Linked DNA regions of Sus scrofa: regions 1 and 2 are each linked to region 3. A link is a contact called in public promoter capture Hi-C data. All regions are on one chromosome and are shown on one strand. The core of a region is the stretch at or near the end of the contact, and the rest is flanking DNA. Distances in the headings are between cores, read along the strand shown. Region 1 holds the start of SNX3 (sorting nexin-3). Region 2 holds the start of AFG1L (lactation elevated protein 1). Region 3 holds the start of CEP57L1 (centrosomal protein CEP57L1).

Region 1 (3,980 bases), core at 239-2,738, 820 kb before region 3:
TTTGTGAGGAAGGCAACATTCCCCACTTCTCACCCTTTAACAGACAGTGACCCAGAAAGCTAGGGCCGATCATTTCCAATTGCAGTTCTCGCCCGGCTCAGCCCTACCACATTTGTCAGAGGCTTTTGTAAACTCCCCTGAGGTTCTGTTCAGGGAAGCGTACAAACGAGGTGAGTCTGGTAGCTCGGGAAGGGCCTCAAGCAATCAGCTAGGCTTGGCCACCTCGGAGAAAAGTGTCCAGGAAAAGAAAACTGAAAAGGCTTCAACTTTGAGCAAATCCCCTTTCTCAGTCACATTTAGCTCCCTTCCCAAAGAAGAGCTGTGTTCTCGAAAGATCTACCCCTTTCCAACTCAAATGTCATTCCGAGATCAGCTGCCTGAGGGGCAAGCGGCGTTCAACCCACGCCCTCTTCGCGTACCGTCCTCAAGTGCCAGCACGGGGCTCAGGTCACTCTGCAACTCCCAAGCCAGCCCAACACGAAGAGGGGCCCTCGCCCCCGACCCCGCCCGTGGACAGAACTGCCCTACCATGTCAGCCAGCAGCCCCGGACTCAACAGCCAAGGCCGCTAGGGAGACGCGCTCCAGGGAAGGCTAGGGGCACCAGGGAACTATGGGAGGGGTCTCTCTGTAGGGGGGAAAGATGGCCTCACCTTGACCCTGATTTCATAGGTGGTAAAGCGGCCCCGGCCGACCCCCACTGTCTGCGGATTGCTCACATCGATCTCGAGGAAGTTGCTGGGAGGCCCGTAAGCGTCATTCAGGTTCTGCGGCTTGGTGATCAGCCGCCGGGTGTCCGCCACGGTCTCCGCCATTTCGCTGCTGTAGCCGCCGCCGCGGACTCCCTCCGCCCCCTCCGCGATCCACCGACGCCGCCTCTGCTGCCCGCCGCGGGGACACCGGACTCGCGCGCAGCGGTCGCAAGGCGAACGAGCACGTAGAGCGGGCGTTCACCCTTGCGCGCGAAGCTCCTCCCCGCGCCGCTCTGGCTGCTGCCTCTTGAGCCCAAGCAGGAAACAACCCACCCGACGGAACGCTGCGCCCCGAGGCCGGGAGGCCCAGCGGAAGCCACGGAGAGGAACGGCGAGCTCGCCGGCGGAGAAGGAGAGTCACGGGTCTTGTAGGCGCGAACAGATTCCGGCCAGACTACAGCGCCCACAATGCACCGGGCGAGCGCGCCGCTACTGGGCTGCGTCCGAGGTGCTATGGGACCCAGGACCGGAGTGCGGGGGCGGGCGCTTCCTGTCTTTATGTATCCGCCTAGACCTGGAACGGTGAGAAGAACACCGGAAACGATCTTAGAGGCCTTGGTAGCTGCCAGACAAGTTAAACAACGAGATGGAAGAGATTTGCCTGCAAGTGGAACAGAACTGCCTATGCTAACTCAATTCCGACATATCCACTGTCTCACCATAAACCACTGAAAATGCTTTTCTAGATAACCTTGAACATATGCCTCAAATGATGATTTTGATATCAACTTGGAGTCTCACTGGACACGTGTCTGGTTTGGTAAATTGAAGGTGGGAACAACTTAATGACGTCATATCCAACGGTCAAACCGTTTTGGGAGACCGATGGGCTAAAATTAACAGGTAGTATATGGGCCGAAGCCTGCCTTGAATTTCTGATGTTTGAGTGATCTGCAGCTTTCCCCCTTCAGTTACAAAATTTAAGTAAGTTTTTGTTTTGTTGCGTTTTTGCTTTTTTTAGGGCCGCACCTGCAGCACATGGAGAGGTGGAATTGGAGCTGTAGCTGCTGGCCTACACCACAGCTCATGGCACGGCTTGAGATCCTTAATCCACTCAGCAAGGCTAGGGATGGAACCTACGTCCTCATGGATGCTAGTCAGATTTGTTAACCCCTGAGCCACTATGGGAACTCCAGTAGCTTTTTTTTTTAAGGTGATAAAACATCGGTACAGCATTTGAAGTGGAACTCGGATAAACCTTTATCAGAAATGAAAAAAAGACAAAACAATTAAGTAGATCATAGTTGATTGCCAATAAATGCAGACTTTGAGCATTGAGGTAGAAGGATAGATGTCTATTCCTGCCCTGCCTGGGGAGTTATGGCCCTTGATGTTGTTGTATCACAGCTCTTTGTGTGTGTGTGTGTGTTTTATGTTAGATTCAGAAAACCCATTCTCTTTAAATAATCTGATCTGTCCCTTAAGCTGAAAAGTTGTCTGAATCATTAGCAGCCCTTCTTAATAACACTAAGTACAGTTGGTATTAAAAAAAAAATGAGGAGTTCCCGTTGTGGCTTAGTGGTTAACGAATCCGACTAGGAACCATGAGGTTATGGGTTCGGTCCCTGGCCTTGCTTAGTGGGTTAAAGGATCCGGCGTTGCCGTGAGCTGTGGTGTAGGTCTCACACGCGGCTCGGATCCCGCGTTGCTGTGGCTGTGATGTAGGCCAGCTACAGCTCCGATTCGACCCCTAGCCTGGGAACCTCCATATGCCGAGGGAGTGGCCCTGGAAATGGCCAAAAGACAAAAAAAAAAAAAAAAAAAAAAAAAAAGAACACGTAGATTATTTTCAAGAAAACTCTACATTCATTCATTCAATAAATATTTATTGAAGGCCTACTCGGTGTTTTCCACTTTTTTTTTTTTTTTTTTGGCCTTTTTAGGGCCACACCTGCGGCATATGAAGGCTCCCAGGCTAGGAGTTGGCCTGCGCCCAAGGCACAGCAGCGCTGAATCCAAGCTCTGTCTGTGATCTAAAACACAGCTCACGGCAATGCCAGATCCTTAACCCACTGAGCGAGGCCAGGGGTCAAACCTGCAACCTCATGGTTCCTAGTTGGATTCGTTTCCACTGCACCACAATGGGAACTCTGTGTTTTCCACTTCGATACTGGAGGTAAAAAGATGGAGAAGGTATTGAAATTCCCTGAGTTCATGAGGGTAATTGTCAAATGTATGGTTTCTCTTGGGGAAACAGATAATAAATAAACCAACAAATAATATAACTGCCAATATGATTGGTGCAGTAAAGAAAGGTGGATAATGTGATAAAGAGTGACCCAGGGGTTCCCTTCACGGCGCAGTGGTTAACGAATGCCACTAGGAAGCATGAGGTTGCTGGTTCGATCGCTGGCCTGAGACCAAATAGACACTTGACTGTTCTGACTACAGCAGTGAGCTCAAGAAATGTGTATAAATGACTCTTTGAATTGGAGTATTTAAAATCTAAGAGACCAGGAACCACCCTATTGTGTTGTCATCTGTGACACTAGAACAAAGCAATCATTTGGCTATTCTTCTATCTCATTCCCTGGAGGCCACTCAGAGCAGCCTTGGGCAGCAGTAATAACACTCGCCTGCAGTGGGGAAGCAGCCATAGAAGGTAGCAACACAGTCAAACAGCTAGAGAAGAGCTCCTCAGGACTTACCCACTGGCTCAGCTGGTTTAGGATCCTGGCCTTTGTCTCTGTGGTGGCTCAGGTTCAGTCTGTGGCATGGGAACGTCTTCATGCTTTGGGTGTGGTCAAAAAAAAAGAGAGAGGGAGAGAGAGAGGAGAGCTTCCCAGGATAAACATCAGGAAAAAAATTATTTTTCAGGAGATCTGATTATATTCTCAGAAATATCCATGAAGAATAAGCTACTAGAATTAACGAGAGAATTTAGTGGCTGAATGAAAGTAAAGAACTTAATTTATAATTTTCCTCCATCTAGGTATTGTCTAGTTAGACTGGAAATGGAAAAAATATCCTATTCACAACAATGACCAAAAGTCAAAATAAAAACGAAACAATCATAGGAAGGAAAGCACAGGATTTATAGGAACAAAACTGAAATTTTATTAAAGGATGTAAACCAAAATCTATATTAAAAAGATTCCATGTTCCATGATAGGAAGACTTAATATTAGAAAAATATCATTTCATCTAAAATTGATAATGCAAATACAATCAGAATCCCACTGTGGGTGGTTTTACCCTCCTCTCTGCCTTGGGTACATGGACAAGATTTT
Region 2 (3,935 bases), core at 703-3,202, 800 kb before region 3:
TCTATTGTAGACCAACTAACTACCTAAATTCCTGGAATTCTTTCTAATGTCTTTTTATTTAGTTTTCATACAACTGAAACTTTCTCTTTTCCTGTAATCCAGATTTTCTTGCTTGCATGCCTGTCTGCCTGCCTTAGTTCACTCTGTTTTCTATTTTTGGAAGGTCTTCATTTCCTGTTAAAAGTAAAGCTTCTAGAAGGCTTTCCTGATTTCCCAGCCAAAGTGCTCTTTCATTGATTCAACAACATCTGGTAGAATCTTTTATCGATTCCTTTGTCCCTCCTACAGGATTGCCTGCTTCTTTTGGATAGCACTTTGTTAACCCTATATACTCCAAATATTTTTTGTTTAATCAAATTAGGGAAGATCACTTAGATATTCCTCTTTGGATACATGGTCTCAAGGCCATTCAGTCCAGTGGTTCACTGGCTTTCCCACGCTACACAAGTTCTTTCTAAACATCTGAGTTTATTCCACATTGAAAATTATTTACATTACAGAAAACAAAGGTGATAGCACTTTTCAGGTACTCTGCCAAAGATGAGCTGGACACTGGAGGCAAACTGGGGCTACCACTTAGGGATGTAACCAATATTTTGTTAAAATATGAGGGCCCAATGGATCCTCCACTTTTTATTTTGATTGTTTTTTTAGGTTTATTGAACTATAGTTAATTTATAAGACTGTGATAATTTCTGCTGTACAACAAAGTGATCCAGTCACGCATATACATAGATTCATTCTCTCTCGGATTCTTTTTCCACATAGATTATCACAGAATACTGGGTAGAGTTCTCTGTGCTATATAGCAGGTCCCCATTGGCCAGTCCTTCCATATACCTCAGTGCGCATATGCCAATCCCAAATTCCTAGTCCATCCCTCCCACTCCTCAACCTGTCCCCTTTGGTAATCATAAGTTTTTCAAAGTCTGTGAGACCGTTTCTGCTCTGCAAATAAGTTCATTTGTACCTCCCCCCCTTTATTTAAGATTCCACATAAAGGTGATTTCATATGATGTTTGCCTTTCACTGTATGGCTTAGAACGATAGTTTCTGTGTCCATCCATGTTGCTGTAAATGGCATTATTTTGTTCTTTTTTTTATGGCTGAGTAATATTCCATTGCATATATGTACCAAATCTTCTTTATTCATTCCTCTGTTGATGGACATTTAGGTTGCTTCCATGTCTGGCTATTGTAATAGTGCTGCAATAAATATTGGGGTGCATTTATCTTTTCAAATTATGGTTTTCTCTTGATAGATGCCCAGGAGTGGGATTGCTGGATCATATGGTAGTTCTATTTTTTGTTTTTTGAGTAACCTCCATACTGTTTTCCATAGTGGTTACATGAGTGTACATTCCCATCAACAGTGTAAAAGGATTCCTTTTTCTCTACACCCTCTCCAGCATTTATTATTTGTAAACTTTTTGATAATGGCCATTCTGGCTAGTGTAAGGTGGTACCTCATTGTAGTTTTGATTTGCATTTCTCTAATAATTAGTGATGTTGAGCATCTTGTCATGTGTTTTTTGGCCATCTGTATGTCTCATTTGGAGAAATGTCTATTTACATTTGCCCATTTTTTTGACCGGGTTGTTTTGGATTTTTGATATTGAGCTGCGGGAGGTGTTTATATATTTCAGAGATTAATCCCTTATCAGTTGTTTCATTAGCAAATATTTTCTCCCATTCTGTGGGTTGTCTCTTTGTTTTGTTTATGGTTTCCTTTGCTGTGCAAAAACTTACATTTTATTTAGGTTTTGGAGTCTCAGTCAGGTATGCTAACCTAAAAGGCTCAGGGGGGGTTACTTTACACGTCGTAATCCCGTTCCAATTCCTTGAAAGTGTTGTGGAATCCTCGGCTGCCTTCGCTGGGCGGAGAAGTGCCCCTCCCCCCAAGCCCAGAGCTGCCTGCCCCGCACCGCCTTCGGCGCCACCGCACTGCATGCTGGGAGTCGTAGTTGCAAGTGTCTGCTCTGGAAGAGAGATCAGAGGGCATGGGAGTCAGCCCGCCCCCTAGCTACTTGAGCTTGCGTTTTTTCCGCTTCTCTCTTTCGTTCTCTCACGGGCGGAGCCTTCTGTGAGCACTGCAGGATTTGTCGGTGCTACCGTCTTTCTTCTGGGTTTCAATAAAGTTTTCCTTTTGCTCCCCTTGTACGGAGCTCAAGATGGCGGCCTCCTGGTCGCCCTTGGTTACCCTCCGCTTAGCGCAGAGCCGGTTGAGAGGGAGATGTGTTGGGTGCAGGGCCTGGGCCGCTGCTCTCGCCCCTCCGGCCACCGCCCCTGGAAACTCTCTCTGTAAAGGTCAGTGACTGTGCCTGGAGTAGGCCGAGCCGACTGCATAGGACCGGGGCAGTCACCCTCACTCCTCGAGCTGCCCGAGCGCCTACTTGGTTCATAATTTTCGAGAGGTTTTCTCGAGAGGAGTTTCATGCTCTCTTGCATTTTCTGTTACAGTCTGCTGATGAAGGAGCCCTGGGCACTGAGGGAGGTGGCTGAGAGTGACCTTCATTTTGAGGGTTCAGAGGTCGACTCAGGGTTCGTTCCCTCCCACATGTTAGAAAGTTGAGACCTTGTAAGCCCAAGTGGGGGAGTACCTGGCTTGAAAGGATGCCAAGTGTCAGGTTAAGGCCTGGGGACTCTTCATCCTGCGCCTTTCCTGTTGACCTGGGACTGTACCTAAAAGCCAAGCCTCTGACGCTTGCAGGCCCTTTTGGCTCTCTGGCTTCTGGGAGTGCAAGTGTCCGAGCATTCCCAGACTGAGAGATTGATTCTTTTTGTTCTTTTCAAATTACTAGAGGCTTCAGCAAGGTCACTTTGTCACCAGGCTTGCTTCATATATTCATTCATTCATTCAAATTGTTACGTGTTTCCAAATGAATGAACCTATATTTTGAGTAATCAAGCCCACAGGAGTGATAATTTTACTGCTCTATTCATATACTCCCACTAAATCAGGGCTACTCAATGGCAAGGACCAGGTGTCATTGGTTCTTCAGCACTTAGCACAGTGTTTGGTGCCTGATGGGCAGATATGTTTTTGAACGAATAACATTATTCTTATTGCTCACTCATCCAAATTCTTGAACGCTTTCCTTTTTTTAAATTTTTTTTAAATCTTCAGGCATCCCTCCCCATACATCTTAAAATGATTCGCATTGGCTAATTTAGCTAAAACTATCAGTCTTTGATTGTTATAGTCGATAAAGTTGAAATTGATGCTAGAACTGTGACTACAGGTTTTTCTGCAAAGTTTAGTGTAATCCACTTATATAATGGAATATTTTGGTAGCATGAGATTTCCATCATAATATAAACTATTGTTAAATTTTGAACTAGACAATTCAAGCAAATGCTACAAAATTCAAAAGGGAAAAGAAAGAATATGGTAAAGCGTTGACTTTTTTCCACTCCTATTCCATAGTCACTCAGTTTGCCTTTCCAGAGGCAACTCCTAATACTTGTTTCTTATGTATTTTTCCAGAGACATTCTGTTTATATACAATCATATGTTTATAAATATGTGTATTAAAAAGTAGAAGTGGTAATATACACGCTGTTCTGGTCCTTTTTTTTTTTTTTTTTTTTTGTCTTTTTTGTTGTTGTTGTTGTTGTTGCTATTTCTTGGGCCGCTCCTGCGGCATATGGAGGTTCCCAGGCTAGGGGTTGAATCGGAGCTGTAGCCACCAGCCTACGCCAGAGCCACAGCAACGCGGGATCCGAGCCGCGTCTGCAACCTACACCACAGCTCACGGCAACGCTGGATGATGAACCCACTGAGCAAGGGCAGGGACCGAACCTGCAACCTCATGGTTCCTAGTCGGATTCGTTAACCACTGCGCCACGACGGGAACTCCCCCTTTTTTTTTTTTAATTCAGTGTATCTTGGGGATCATTCCATATCATTAGGAGTAAAACTGCTTCATGTTTTA
Region 3 (4,236 bases), core at 614-3,113:
CAAATTCAATGTTTTATAGACCACTTAATTTAAGATGCTGAGTGGTTCAAATTATAACAGCCTATTTGAAGCCAATACAAAATGAATAACTGCAAACAAAACACTGTACTAGAAACACAATTGTACTTAAAATGCGCTTCCTTACCTGGACGCTCTTCAGAATAAACTCACTTTTCTCTCTTACATCTTTAAAGGGACACCTCTTAGAAAGCATAAGCAGATGAGCAAGAAGCTTATTCAACCCATCCAAAGAAATGGCATTTGAAAGGCCTTCTGATGGACGATAAGGTGTCTCTTTCACCAAACGAAGACACTCGGTTTTTCTCACGATGATTTGCCTAATGTTTTCCAGTGCGGTCTCTCTAGTAGTTGAATCTCTACTGCACAGTCCATCCCATCTCACTTCATTCTCTCCTTCAGCCATGACAACTGGAGTTTTTTTTCCTGCCCTCTTCAATCTTTCAGCATGTCCACCACAGCACTTCGTATTTTTAAAACGAGAAATGTAAGAAATAAATCAGAAAAATCGAATCGTCACGAAAACATAAGCCTGGGTGACATTGGTACCAGAAATGTCTTCGATCTACCAGACAGAGCTCGCCCTCTCCTTCTACCCGGAGTAGCAGTCTTCTAGTCAGACAAAAAAAAAAAAAAAAAAAAAAAAAGTTGGAAAGTTGAAACCTTACAGAGCTGGCTTTGCTGGACAGTGTCGGGGAAGTGTTCCTCTCCGTCTCTCGGGGTCAGCGGATATCCTCAAGCCGTGGAGCTGTCAAATCCGTGCTCTGCCCCAAAAGGCTGGATACAGTTGAACGCTCTGCAGCCACTCGGTGTTTTTTGTCCGTGCAGCCACGGTGTTCTCGGGAGCGTTCCCACCCCGCCCCTCCTCCGGCACCAGTCCCCGCCCTCCGCAGCTCCTCCCGCCCGGCCGGGCGCTGGCTGGAAAGGCTCGCCGAACCCTGGCTCGCTGGACGCCGCGGCTAGAGACCCTGGCGCTCCCCAGGGGCTGCAGTCTCGTGCAGCCTCTGTCTCGGTGGTGGCGTTGGAGGAACGCGTCTCTGGCTCTGCGGATTCAGAATCCACGGGCTGACGCTGCTTCTCTTCCAATCCCGGTATCCTCGCCCACTGCCGGCCAACCCAAACCGGCACAGGGCAGCCCAGCAATCCCCGATCGCGGGGCTGGGCCGCGAAGCTGGCGGAGCGGCAGGGCCCCAGGCGCAGAACCCGCCCCTTCGCCCAGCCCCATCGATGGGGCTCGGCCCAGAGGGCGGGAGCGGGGAGGGGAGACGGGGTCCTCACCCCCAGCCCCTCCCCTTTCTCCGCCCGGCACAAGCCAGGAGCCGCCCCTGCCCCTGCCCCTGCGCCCTCTTCCCCGCCCAAGCAGACGCGACCCGCTGAGGCAAAGCCATCGGAAAAAGCCCCGCCCTCCAACAAGCTACCTCCGGACCCCGAGCCCGCGAGCGGCCGCCAACCGCTGACGGCTGCTACGCATGCGTAACGGTGGGCCGGGCGCATGCGCCTTAAGAGGCACCGAATCTGCTCGGGGGGCGTTTTTTTTTTTTGTTTTTTGGTTTTTTTGGTTTTTTTTTGCCTTGACGTTCGGCTTCTTTGGGCTGAACGGGGGTAACGAAAAGTTGAAATACGCCGAAATTATCACACACGAGACAAGAACCGCAAATAAGGAGGGCACAGATAAACTCCTGGAAGAACTCGAATCAAAATTTAAAATCAGAGGAAAAAATAGAAACTCTTTATTGCGCCAAACACCAGATTTAAGAAGGCAGGGCGTCCTCGCATTGACTTCTGGGAAGTGTAGTTCTGGTGCTGTAGGCGCGTTCTGTTTGAGACAGAAACTACAGCTCCCGGGAGCCACTGCGACGTTGCCTGTGGCTCCCTGCGAGCCAACGGCTAGCGCTGCCGGAGATTTGACTGAGAGATTTGGCTTGGTGAGCACTGTGGGCTTGGCTGACACTTTTCCTTTGACAGTATTTTTCCTTCCTCCATTTCCTGTGGGATTTTAGAAAGGAAGCCGTCTCCTTAGAGCTGTACTCCTTAGTCCAGGGACTATCAGTAATCTACGTGGGAAGAACTAGTCCGAGTGCCCAAGACCGCGGGCGCGTTGAGAGGACATGGATGGTCGGAAAGAGCTGCATAAGGTCAGGCAAGAGGGATGCTGTGGAAACTAGTGCTCCGCGGTGCTACCTCTGCTTCTGCTCTGTCAGGTGGGCTCACGCGGGATGGACTCAGTATCCCTGTGTAAGTGCACCTTTGTTTGCCATTGCATAGGATTGTTTGAGGCTTTATTTGCGCAGAAGAAATCCTGTGCCACACTTTGAAAGAGAGTTGTCAAATCCTTTTTGTACAAAACTGAAGGGAAAAGAATCCCTCGTGTTCCTAGATATGAATATTTGCAGGCTTTAAGAATACCATATGGAAAAAAGACTTATAAAAATCTCTAAAATTTAGTAATTTTAAAAGATTAAATAATTTGTTTGCATATTGCTGTTTGAAGTCATTCTTCTTGAGAAAAGTTGAGGTTTGAAGGGCTATCACTGGACTGATAACAAATTAGTTTTAATTTTTCATGTTGCACAATACATGCGTTTCTAAAACTTAGTTTCTAAAAACCAAGTACTGGACAAGTGGAAAACGCACAGTTCCCATCTAGTTAAACTAATGGTTAAACATTATACAATACATATATAAAGTACAGTACACACATTAAACATACAGTACTATATGATATTATTAGGATGGCTAGAAAGATCACTTAGGCCGGTCTTGGAAAGTCAGGGAAATCTTCATCTCAGGGAAAGAGGGTCAAAAGAACAGCATATGGTGAGGCCAAGAGTGAGGGAGATAGTAATTTCAGGAAACTGCAATAAGCCAAAATCATATACATTTCAGGAGGAATAGCTTTTTGTGTTTTGATGTACAATACAGCAAAGAGAAAAGAGTAAAGAGCAGAAAAGAGAAACGTACTATGAATTTTCCAGATAGTTTCTGAAAGTGACCTATCCTTGAACAGAGTTCTGATGAATTGGTTTAATTTGGAAAGCCTAGAACATTCTAATGTTGCTTGTTTAAATCAGAATTTTAAAAAATGAGAACTTCCTTCTTATGAGTATGATTTCAGAAAACAAAGCCACTCCTTCTTGTGTCTTTTGGGGTGGGGGGAGGCTCATCTTCCTTTGTCCAACCCACAAAGGATAGGGTAGTTTCTTAAGTGTGGGTCTCCTTTTTACTTTGTGATTGAGTATGATCTCATTCATAGCCATGGTTTCACCACCACCTATGACTTAAATGTATAATTTCATCCAACTTCACCTTTTAGCTTTGTTTCACCACCACCTATGACTTAAATGTATAATTTCATCCAGCTTCACCTTTTAGCTTTCTTATGCCCATCTCTATGGTGTTTCTTCTTGGATATCTCAAAAGCACCTCAGACTTAACATGCCTAAAACCAAATGAACAGTATCTTTTATGAATCTGATTATTTCCCAGTGTTCCCTATTTCACTTAGGGCACTGCCATGCACTTGTGAAAATTTGAAACCTATGCATTATCCTTGATTTCCTAATGTCCTTCATACCTCTGTAGCCAAATTATTTTTAAGTACTCTCAATTTTGTCTCCCAAATATCCCTCAAATCCATCCTTTGCCTCCATCTACATAAGCACAGTCTTTTCTAAACTGCCATAAACTCTTGCCAGGAATGGTGAAATAGTGATTATTCACTCTGGCCTTTCTCCATTAGTTCTCCACACAGCAGCCAGAATCATCTTTTCAAAATGCAAATCCATTCAGATTCACATTTTCACTTAAAACCATTCAGTGTGTGTCCTACTTTTAAAGGCAAAATTTCTTTACAAATGTCATCTTATGTCATCTGGTCCCTTCCACCTCTCCAGCCTCACTTAGTACACCACTGTCCACCTATCTGTGGAGACCTTTCTTCAGTTACTGGCTCTTATATTCCTTTTTATCCATTTGTTCACTGAACAAATATCTTATCAAATACCTACTGTATAAGGGGACATTGAGGATATACTATTGAGCACAATGTATGAAAGTTTTTACTCTCATAGGTCTTCCATTGTGCTAAGGAGAGATAGACAATAAATATGTGGCATATATAGTAAGTGAAGACAAATGCTGCAGAGAAAAATAAGAACCAGCGGGGAAAGGGAATGTGGAGTGGCAAGTTTTAGGGGCAAGATTCTCTTTTAAATAAGG

What was found. Promoter capture Hi-C pulls out the DNA fragments that hold promoters and counts their contacts.
Region 1: a contact with region 3 is called in a promoter capture Hi-C map of liver, with 13 times the contacts expected there. The contact joins the promoter of SNX3 here to the promoter of CEP57L1 in region 3. A contact is called at or near these places in 2 of 5 promoter capture datasets (fetal skeletal muscle and liver), 3 of 47 Hi-C or Micro-C datasets (embryonic fibroblasts, heart right ventricle and liver) and 2 of 2 datasets of contacts at active chromatin or transcription factors (alveolar macrophages and skeletal muscle).
Region 2: a contact with region 3 is called in a promoter capture Hi-C map of liver, with 5 times the contacts expected there. The contact joins the promoter of AFG1L here to the promoter of CEP57L1 in region 3. A contact is called at or near these places in 1 of 5 promoter capture datasets (liver), 3 of 47 Hi-C or Micro-C datasets (embryonic fibroblasts, heart right ventricle and liver) and 1 of 2 datasets of contacts at active chromatin or transcription factors (skeletal muscle).

What each region holds. Positions count from the first base shown.
Region 1 is chr1:74,348,247-74,352,226 of Sscrofa11.1, forward strand. It overlaps SNX3 (sorting nexin-3), which reads right to left and starts at 1,489. Exons shown (of 4, transcript XM_021090786.1): 1 at 718-1,489. The coding sequence starts at 813.
Region 2 is chr1:74,365,469-74,369,403 of Sscrofa11.1, forward strand. AFG1L (lactation elevated protein 1) reads left to right here and starts at 1,953. Exons shown (of 14, transcript XR_002343776.1): 1 at 1,953-2,307.
Region 3 is chr1:75,169,130-75,173,365 of Sscrofa11.1, forward strand. It overlaps CEP57L1 (centrosomal protein CEP57L1), which reads left to right and starts at 1,864. Exons shown (of 11, transcript XM_021090896.1): 1 at 1,864-2,253. The coding sequence starts at 2,131. It overlaps SESN1 (sestrin-1), which reads right to left and starts at 1,245. Exons shown (of 10, transcript XM_021090855.1): 1 at 146-1,245. The coding sequence starts at 424.